Linked DNA regions of Sus scrofa: region 1 is linked to region 2. Evidence: chromatin contacts called from public Hi-C data. All regions are on one chromosome and are shown on one strand. Each heading gives the region's core, a stretch centred on a gene start, on an enhancer-like site or on the middle of the called end of the contact. The rest is flanking DNA. Distances are from core to core; before and after follow the strand shown.

Region 1 (4,572 bases), core at 600-3,099, 35 kb after region 2:
TTCACTCAGCCTCCTTGGCCTTCCTTGAATTCCAAAGGGCAGGTTCAGACGGTTGTTAAGCAGGGAAGGGAGGGGATGCAGAGACCAGGGAGGAGCAGTCAAGAGAAAAGAGCAGGAGTTCCCAAAGCCTCCGCAGCGGGCTAAGAATTCAACTGCAGTGGCTCAGGTCACCGCAGAGCTGTGCGTTCAATTGTCAGCCCTGCACAGTGGGTTAAAGGAGCCGGCATCGCCATAGCTGTGGCTTGGATTCAACTCCAGGCCCAGGAACTTCCATATGCCATAAAAAAAAAAAAAAAAGAAAAGAAAGAAAGAAAGAAAAGGAAAAAAAAGAAAGGGAGAAAGGAAGAAAGAAAAGGAGAAACAATAGTGCAGCCTTGTGGGAGGGGCCTGGTTCCTCCTGGAGGGATACAGACAACAACGTTTTTGAGCGCTTCTGCAGAACTAAAACCCCCAACAAACAGAAGAGGTCAACTCTTGATGAAGTTCCAGAAAAGAAGGTCATGGGCGAGGACCTCAAGGACCACCAGACCCCGCCCCAGGATGCCTGACACCAGCTTTGAAGAGGAACACAAGCTGGCGACTTCCCTGAGGCGTGTCTGTGTTCCACCCCCAACCCCTCAGACCCCCTCCTGTCCCTCCCCAGAGAGGCCGCCGTCTTTAGGGCCTCAGCTGCCCGCCGGGCAAAGCAATAAAAGCTGCGCGTTTCTGCTTCGCCCCAAACTCGGGCTCCGCGTTTCTAACTCAGACAGAGGCCAAATTTCAGCAACACGTGTGTCCCTAGACACTGTATTTTGTCTTGCCCATTTAAAAAACAAAACAAAACAAACAAAAAGAAACAGCAGTTCCTGCTGTGGAGCAACGGGATCAGTGGCATCTTGGGAGCGCTGGGACACAGGGTCCACCCGGCCCGGCACAGTGGGCTAGGGATCCAGCATTGCCGCAGCAGCGGCTTAGGTTGCAGCTGTGGGGTGGATCTGATCCCTGGCCTGGAAACTCCATATGCCACCGCGTGGCCAAAAAAGAAAAAAAAAAATTTTTTTTTTGATATCTTTTCAGTCTTTGCATTTCTGTTTTCCCCACTAACTGTTTCTTTTCCTTACACTTTATCTGGTGCAGAACCCTGGGCCGTCTGATGTGTTCACTTCCCCGGCCAGCTTGTGCTGATTTTATCACAATGGTGTGTCCAATACACACTACCCTGGGCATTGCCTGCAAAATGGCAGCTGAATCTCAGAAATTTGCGTGGAACGAGGACCGGAGAGGAGCCTGGCAGTAGCCGAGAAAGTTCGGAGTGCCCACGTGACCTGACCGCAGCTCGGCCAGGCGAGACATCCAGTCTCAACAATCCATCCTGGCTCCTCTCCCCAACGCGGACCCACCCCCACCTCAGGAAATTTCCAGCGCCGAGGCTGGCTCGTCCCAGTGGGAGCTGGCAGCAGAATGGCCGGTAATTTTAGCTGTTCCTCTTCCCTAAAATTATTTCCCATCTGGAAAAGGTTTCCAAACCCTGCCCAGGAAAGAGTTGGTGCAGGGAACATTTTTCTATTAAAAACAAAATAAGACCAGTCACCGAATGTTGAGTTTCTGCAGGCCAGGCTCTGGAGGCTTGGCTGAGCGCCAGCTGTATACGCTCCTTGAGGGGCTCTGCCAGGGAGGAACGGAAGGCGGGAGGGATGGGGGGCTCCATTCCCAGGATCCCCCATCCCACCCTGGTCTGGGGGCAGAGCCTGGGAGGGCCCCGATGAGCTGAGAAGGGTGTGGGCTGAGGGCGCTGCTCTAGGTCACAGGGGGCATCAGGTCCCAGGGAGGCCGGCAACCCTGAGCGCTTCAGGGAGAAAACTGCCCTGGCTGCTAACATCTCCTTACCACCTTGTTCACTCGCCCTGCGAACAAAAAGCTCCAGCTAGGCCCCTGCTTCCCCGCTGGGCTGGCAAGCAAGAACCTGGCAGGGATGTGCTGGCGTTATTTAGCTCTTATTGTATTTATTTTCACTGCTGTCTGCAATTCATTACAGGACTTTTCCATTTCTGCTAATGATATATTGTTTCCTTTGTACAGAAACAGGTTTAGTTTAGAAAAGGTTAAGGAAGGCAGAGAGCACAGATAAGACAGAATGCAGAGCCAACTAGAGTTTGGGACACTCTGGTACCAGAGATAAGAGGACAGGTCTGAGGGCCTGGGCTCGAATCCTGCTTCCGACCCTTGTGGGCTGTGTGATCTTGGGCAAATCACTTGCCCTCTCTGAGCATTGTTTTCTTTTCTTTTGTTTTTTGGTCTTTTAAGGGCTGCACCCATGGCATATGGAAGTTCCCAGGCTAGGAGTCAAATTGGAGCTGTAGTTGCCAGCCTACACCACAGCCACAGCAACACGGGATCCAGGCTGTGTCTGTGACCTACATCACAGCTCATGGCAACACCAGATTCTTAACCCACTGAGTGAGACCAGGGATCGAACCCCCATCTTCATGGATGATAGTTGGGTTCGTTACTGCTGAGCCACCATGGGAACTCCTTTTTTTAAATTTAAATCCATAAAAGAAATGAAAATAATAGCACTTCCCTCACAGTTATCTCTGAGGATTCAATAAGAGAATGCTGGGAAAACACTCAGCCCAGTGCCAGGCACATGAATCAGCAAACTCATTCATTCAGCCAGAACTCATTAAATATCTCTCCCGAGTTCACGGAGTTCATGGTGGTTCCTCAAAACGTATATTCCAAGCCCAGCCCTCCACTTCCTGGCTGTGTGAGCAAGCAGCCCCACCCCGCTGAGGCTCCGCTTCCCCATCTGTAAAAGGGAGACAGTGATAGGTGGTAGTCCTTTGAGATTCCCACAGGAGGTGGAGGTTGCTTTCTGGGACCCCACGGCACCCTCTGTCCTGTATCTGACCCCCCGTAGTCTGTCCCTGCCTCTGAGTCTCAGTGAATTGAGCCCCAGCATCTCTTTAACGCTCTTTGAGCCGGGCTTGGCTATTGAGGTTCCTTGAGCCATCCCAGAGCCTTTGCACGCATTGTCCCTTCAGTCTGAAAAATCCTCCTGCTTCCAGATGGGTAACTACTGTTCCTCCCAGAAAAGTCAGGCAGGCTTCCTCCCCTCCCCTGAAGCATCCTCTGAGGCTGGGTCAAGCCATCCCAGCTCTGCAGACCTCTGACATGTTCTGAGTCTCTGATATAACGGGTCCATGCCTATTTTATCTTATTTATTTTGTCTTTTAAGGGCCATACCCTCGGCATATGGAGGTTCCCAGGCTAGGGGTAGAATCGCAGCTGTAGCTGCCTGCCTACATCACAGTCACAGCAATGCAAGATCTGAGCTGAGTCTGCGACCTGCACCACAGCTCACATCAATGCCAGATCCTTAACCCACCGAGTAGGGCCAGGGATCAAACCCACTTCCTCATGGATACTAGTCAGATTCGTTTCCACTGAGCCGTGACGGGAACTCCCATGAATATTTTAAATAAATAATTATGCTCTACTACAGGCCACGGCCTCAGGCATTTACTTCCTCCCTCTTCCGCCTGCAGATACAGTCACCCCCTCCCCAAAGGAGACCACGCAAATGTCTAATACATACAATCATGGCTCACGATCCAAAGGCACGCACTCTGCCTCCATACACAGAACACACATTGTGGAACAGCATCACTCTGGCTAGTGATCGTACCTGTCTGGCCTCAGTTGCCACCTCTGAATAATGGGCCAGTAATAGGACCTGCTCATTCTGGCTGTTCTAAGGGTCAAGCTAACATATGTGGGAAACACTGAGCACAGTGCCTGGGAAAGCATAAGGGCTCAATGCAGGGCAGAAGAAAGGCATCTCTTGGTAGGACAGCCTTCTCAGACCAGGCTAGGACCGGAGTGAGGCAAATGAAATGCCTAGGGTGCCACGTGTAAGAAGATGCTCACTCTCTGGCCCTGCAGACCCAGATTCTGGGAGCCACAGATCTCTGCTTCCCTCTGCTGGTCATGCTGCAGAATGACATGTCTTCCCTCTGCTCCCAAGGATCCCTGACCCCCACCCTCAGAGCTGGCTGCAAGGAGGGCACTTCGCCAGCGTTGAGGGACAGGGCCTGCTTCTGTCCACGTGGGAGTCTCAGTTCCTTCACCCCTAAAATGAGGTATGAGGACCTGTCTCAGTGCATGGCAAACAGGAGGCACTCCTCAAATTTCAATGTCTTTCCCTCAATACCAGCATTTAAGGAGCACCTACTGTGTGCGAAGGACAAAGGAAGATAATTGAGACTCAATCCCTTCCCTTCATGGACTGAGAGGGTGGAGAGGGGAGGGGGAAGGAGGCCGGGAATGGAGACCGAAGCACAGTGCTGCCCCATTCAGCACCCACTGGGGGCCTCATACTGTTCTAAACACCTGCACAGCACAAAGTTCCAGTGGGAGGCAGCCAGGCTTGTGCAGATCCATCCGGCCATTCATTTAATAGGTATTTGTTGAGCACCTACTGTGTACCAGGCACAGTGTTGGATGCTGGAGAGAAATCAATGACCAAACGGAAGACCCCTGCTCCCAGGGAGTTCTTCACATAGAGGAAATGGGCAATAAGCAAGATAAATA
Region 2 (4,669 bases), core at 228-2,727:
GTATTCCTTGTACAATTCAAATTATTTCATTTTATTTTATTTTGCTTTTTAGGGCCGCACCCTTGGCATATGGAGGTTCCCAGGCTAGGGATCTAATCAGAGCTGTAGCTGCCAATCTACACCACACCCACAGCAACGCCAGATCTGAGCGGCGTCGGCGACCTACACCACAGCTCACAGCAATGCGGGATCCTTAACCCACTGAGCCAAGCCAGGGATCAAACCCGCAACCTCATAGTTCCTAGTCGGATTCGTTTCCGCTGCGCCACAACGGGAACTCCTCAAATTATTTTTTAAAACCATTTTATAAAAAGCAAAAGACCTATTGCCATTTGAGACGGATGGGTCTTAGTGTTTCTCCTAAATCACAGATTCTCAATGGGGCAGGAGAACCTCTGCGCCTAGGAAGCTGAGACATCTGGTCGGGTTCTACTGTGTCCAGGCTATGGAACCTCCGCAGAAGGGAGACCCCTTTGTGGGCCTGAGTTCTCAGGCACAGGGAAATACTGAGCCTTCCCAGCCCCTTCATCCAGGTCAGGCAGGGCCTCTGCCTACCACCCCTGCCTCAACTCTGCCATCCGTGCAATGGGAATGAGGAGCAAGGCTGATACAGAGTTGATCTCGAGTTGGTGCGGCATCCAGGTGGAGGCCGGGAGTCACGCCCAACCTGTCCGCACCCACTCCGCACCTGTGACTCTCGGTTCCCACCTGAAACCCCTTCGCTGGTCCCTGGCCTCGCGCTCTGGGCCAGGACCTGACTTCACTTCTCGCCCTCGGGGGCCCCTGTTCCCGCACCTTCCCACGAGCGTCTCCCAACTTTATGCCCTCTCGGCAACTGCCGCTCGGCCGGGCCCGCGCCCCGGGGCCGGGAGCAGCGCGGGAACCCCTCGGGCCGGGGGGCTGCACTCCCACCTCTGAAGGGCTCGCCCGGGGCTGCAGGGGACCCTGTCCTATTGCGGGAGTGGGGCATGGGGCTCCGGCGCCGGCCTGCCGCTGTCTCGGCGACCCCCTCGCTGCAGCCGGGTTGCGGCCGGGAGCCGAGAGCCGCGACGCCCCCTTTGTCTAGCCCCGGGCAGAGCGAGCCGGGCGGGGGGCACTCACCGCGTGCGCCGGCGGGTCAACAGCAGCAGCAGCAGCAGCAGTAGCAGCGCGGCCAGGAGGCCGAAGACCACGGCCCAGGACATGGCAGGACCGGCGACCGGGCTGCCGCGGCCGAGCGCGGGAAGCTGCGGGTCTGCCTCAACGGCCACGCGGGCCTAGTCCCGAGGCCGACCCCCCTCCCCCTGGCCCCGCCCATCTGCCTGGGGGCGGGGCGGAGCGGGGCGGGGCCTGCGATCCCTCCCAGGTCGGAGGGTGGACAGGGGCTCCCGCCGGACGGGCTCTAAGGCGCTGGACTGAGAAAGGGGTGGGGGGCGTATGTGTGGAAAATGTGGACACGCTGGAGAGGAGATGTGGGTTTGAGGGGAAGGAGGAGGATGTAGAGGACGGGAGGAGTGATGTAGGAGAAGGGGTTGGGGGATGTACAGAGAGGGCTGGGTGGGGATTTGGGGAAGAAAAAGGAAAGGAATACGGGGAGGCGGAGGGGAATGGGGATGGAGAAGGAAGTGTGAGGATGGAGGCTACGTGGTGGGGGAGGAGGGATTGTGGCGGGCCTTGGACTCCCCGACGTGCCACCTGAGCCGTCCCCACACTCTGCCCCCCGCCCCCCGACACCGACGCATCCCTGCCCCAGAAGGACTAGAGACCATTCGTTTTCTATGCTGTTGGTCTGGGAGGGATGGAGTTGGACCGGACCTGGCTCTGAGTACCCCAGCCTCAACTGCTGTGAGGGACACACCGATGATGTGAAGCGCCCAGATCTGTACCTGGAGCGCGGCAGGGGCTCGGAATATAGTGGCCATTGTCACAGTTATCTGGCACTTAGGATGCTGGGCTCTGGTGCTAGTGGCTCTGCAAGAGGCCACCCCTGGCTGCTGGTGAGAACCTGGGCTCCCAGCTGGAAGGCCTGGAACCCACCACTTAGCACCCCTTCCACACACCCCACCCTCATTTACACCTGGGAATCCTCCACCAGGGAGCTTACCTCTGGGAGCTTACCGCCGGTTTCTTAAATCACAGTTGTACTTTGCCTTAAGGGGTTTCTCTGAAGGATTGATGAGAGCGTGTCAGCAAAGGGAATTGCAAACTATGAGTGCTGGGCACATGTGAGGGTTTTTTGGGTTTTGTCTTTGGGTTTTTTTCCAAGATACAAGATGGACTTTTTCCATGGAGGCAGTCTGAGTACAATTTTAGGCTAGTTAACCTATCTCACCGTCGTTTCATAGAGAACATACTGGAAAAGAAATCCCATCAAACATCCTTCAGCCTAAGGTGGTGCCCCTGGATGCTGGGCACATGTGCATTTTGTGAGACAGTGGGCAGAGCGTGGAGCTGGGACCCAGGAGGTCTGATTCTAATCCTGTGACTGCCACTCTCTGCCTGGTGAATTCAGGCACAGGTTTCATTTCATCTTACCCATTGCCCCCTGGACGAGCTGTTACTCCTTGCTGGTCTCCTGGCTTCAGCCCTCATCTCTCTGCAGTCCGTTCTCCCTGCTGTAGTCAGAAGGAGCCTGCTAGAAACGAAGTCAGATCTTCCACCTGAATCCTGCTCAGAACCCTCCAGGGCTCCACCTCACTCAAAACACAACCCAAGTCCCTACAGGTTCCTGTTAGAACCCTGGCCTGCCCCCTCCTGCCCTTGCTTCCTCGACTTCATGTCCTCCCACTCCCTGCCTCGCCCTCTCTGCTCCAGCCACACTCATCTTTCATCCTGCCCCAAATGTGCCAAACCAGTTCCACCTCAGGGCCTTTGAACTGGCTGTTTCCTCTGACTGGAACACTCTTCTCTCCGATACTTGGGGAGCTGGCTTTTTTCATCACATCCCTCATCCCTCTGTCTCTGCTCAACAGTCATCTCCTCAAAGAAGTGCCCCCTGACTGCCTGGTCTAAAGTGGTCTTATCAGCCCTGTCTGGTGCCTTGAACTGTTCTTCTTCTTTCTTTTTTTTTTTCCCCCTTGACCGTACTTAACATTTCTAATTCATAAATGAATTAGAGATTCATTTATTTTCCTGTTTAATGTCAGCTGTCAAGGCAGTTGGATGACCCTCATGTGGCCTCAGCAGATTCAGACTATCAAAAGGCAAAGGGAGTTTCTTGAACCTCTTGTTTATTTATCCAGCTTATCTGCCAACAAAGCCAACAATCCCAAAAAGGCCAGAGAACAGGCCCGGAGAGTTTTCTCCAAATTTGGGGAGCCCCATGGGGTAGCCTCTGGCAATGGGGTTCACAGTCTGGCCTGGCTGACACTAAACCATATGAGCTCAGGCAGCCTCCTCCACCTCCCTGAGCTGAGGTGCCTCATTGGTGAAATTGAGAAAGGAATAAAGGACCTAATCCAGGCGACACACCTGTCAGAGTGGCTGACATACAGCATTAGTGGAAGGCCACCACAACAGACTGAATTGGAGACGTATTCCAATTCAGTCTCCTACCACACATGTGACCAAGGCTTGGTCTCAGTTTTCTTATATGAAAAAATGGGAAGAATCTTTCCTTCCTCACAGGACCATTGTGAGGACAGAATTAAATGATGAGAGAAAGAAATCACCCAGCGTGGGCCTGGCACACAGTAGGTGCTCAATAAGTGTTAGCTGTCCAATCCCATACCCCTTGCTTGAATGCAAACCAGCATCACCTCTGCCCAGACCCCTCCCTAATAACATGTCCTCCTCCCCCCTCAATCCAGAGACAAAATTCCCACACATCAGAGAGAAGAATGTTTTGGGGGCCCTGGCTTCTCCCTCGCTAATAAATCCAATTTTATTCAGGAATCAAGCAGGTGTTCGGGAAGATGGCCCCGCCTGTTTCCCAGGAAATGACCCACCATTGGTCTGAGCCAGCCAGGGACATCCCTCTTTGCTAGGGATTTGTCCAGGGGTGGCCACGTGGGTGCCATCTGGACTTGTGTTGGGGGCTTCTGGGAAATTTTTTCCTATTTGCCTCCTTTCCTTTGGGGATCATTGTGTAAGGATGTGATGGTGGCGTTGTATGAGGGAAGGCCAGGAAAACTGCAGAGCCCCAAAACAGAGCCCAGGGACCACTTCTCTCCAGACTTCGTGTTTAATGAGATAATCAAACACCTATGTTGCTGAAGTCAGATTTTCTCTTAACTGAAGCCAAAAACATTCCTAACTAAGACGACTTCCAGTTATAGCTGTGCTGACGACCACATAAGGTAATGATGTATCCAGAGCACCTCTCACAGCACTGGCCTGTGGAGAGTGTTCAAAAGTGTCATTTCATTAAAAAACAAAAGTCCCCTTGTGGTGCAGCATGTTAAGGACCTAGTGTTGTCACTGCAAAGACTCGGGTTGCTGCTGCGGCATGGGTTTGAACCCTGGCCTGGGAAGTTCCACTTGCTGCAGGTGAAGCCAACAAACAAACAAGCCAAAAAGGAATGAAGAGGTGAGGAGACCACCCCAAGAGTGACCCCTCAGCCCACGGTGAAGGGTTCGAGAGCAAGGTTCAAATCCCACATTACCTCCTTGCTTGCTGTCTGAAACCTAAACAAGTCACCTCTCTGAGCCTATTACATTATCTGTGCAATGGGTGTGTTGCTGGCAGTGA

Evidence for each region. A called contact is a pair of places that touch in the nucleus more often than the background predicts.
Region 1: a Hi-C map of omental adipose tissue shows a contact between it and region 2, with 2.1 times the contacts expected there. The contact joins the enhancer-like site here to the promoter of PTGIS in region 2. A contact is called at or near these places in 19 of 47 Hi-C or Micro-C datasets (alveolar macrophages, brain, embryonic fibroblasts and 10 more) and 2 of 2 datasets of contacts at active chromatin or transcription factors (alveolar macrophages and skeletal muscle).

What each region holds. Positions count from the first base shown.
Region 1 is chr17:51,233,947-51,238,518 of Sscrofa11.1, forward strand. No RefSeq gene overlaps it. Among named protein-coding and RNA genes, the nearest start is that of PTGIS, 36 kb to the left of the region's middle. Within about 2 kb of position 1,850, at least 22 of the 83 cell types and tissues checked have an H3K27ac peak or open chromatin away from gene starts, as enhancers often do. A contact at or near this core is called in alveolar macrophages, liver, omental adipose tissue and 1 more, where this site is marked.
Region 2 is chr17:51,199,038-51,203,706 of Sscrofa11.1, forward strand. PTGIS (prostacyclin synthase) reads right to left here and starts at 1,478. Exons shown (of 10, transcript XM_005654247.3): 1 at 1,102-1,478. The coding sequence starts at 1,184.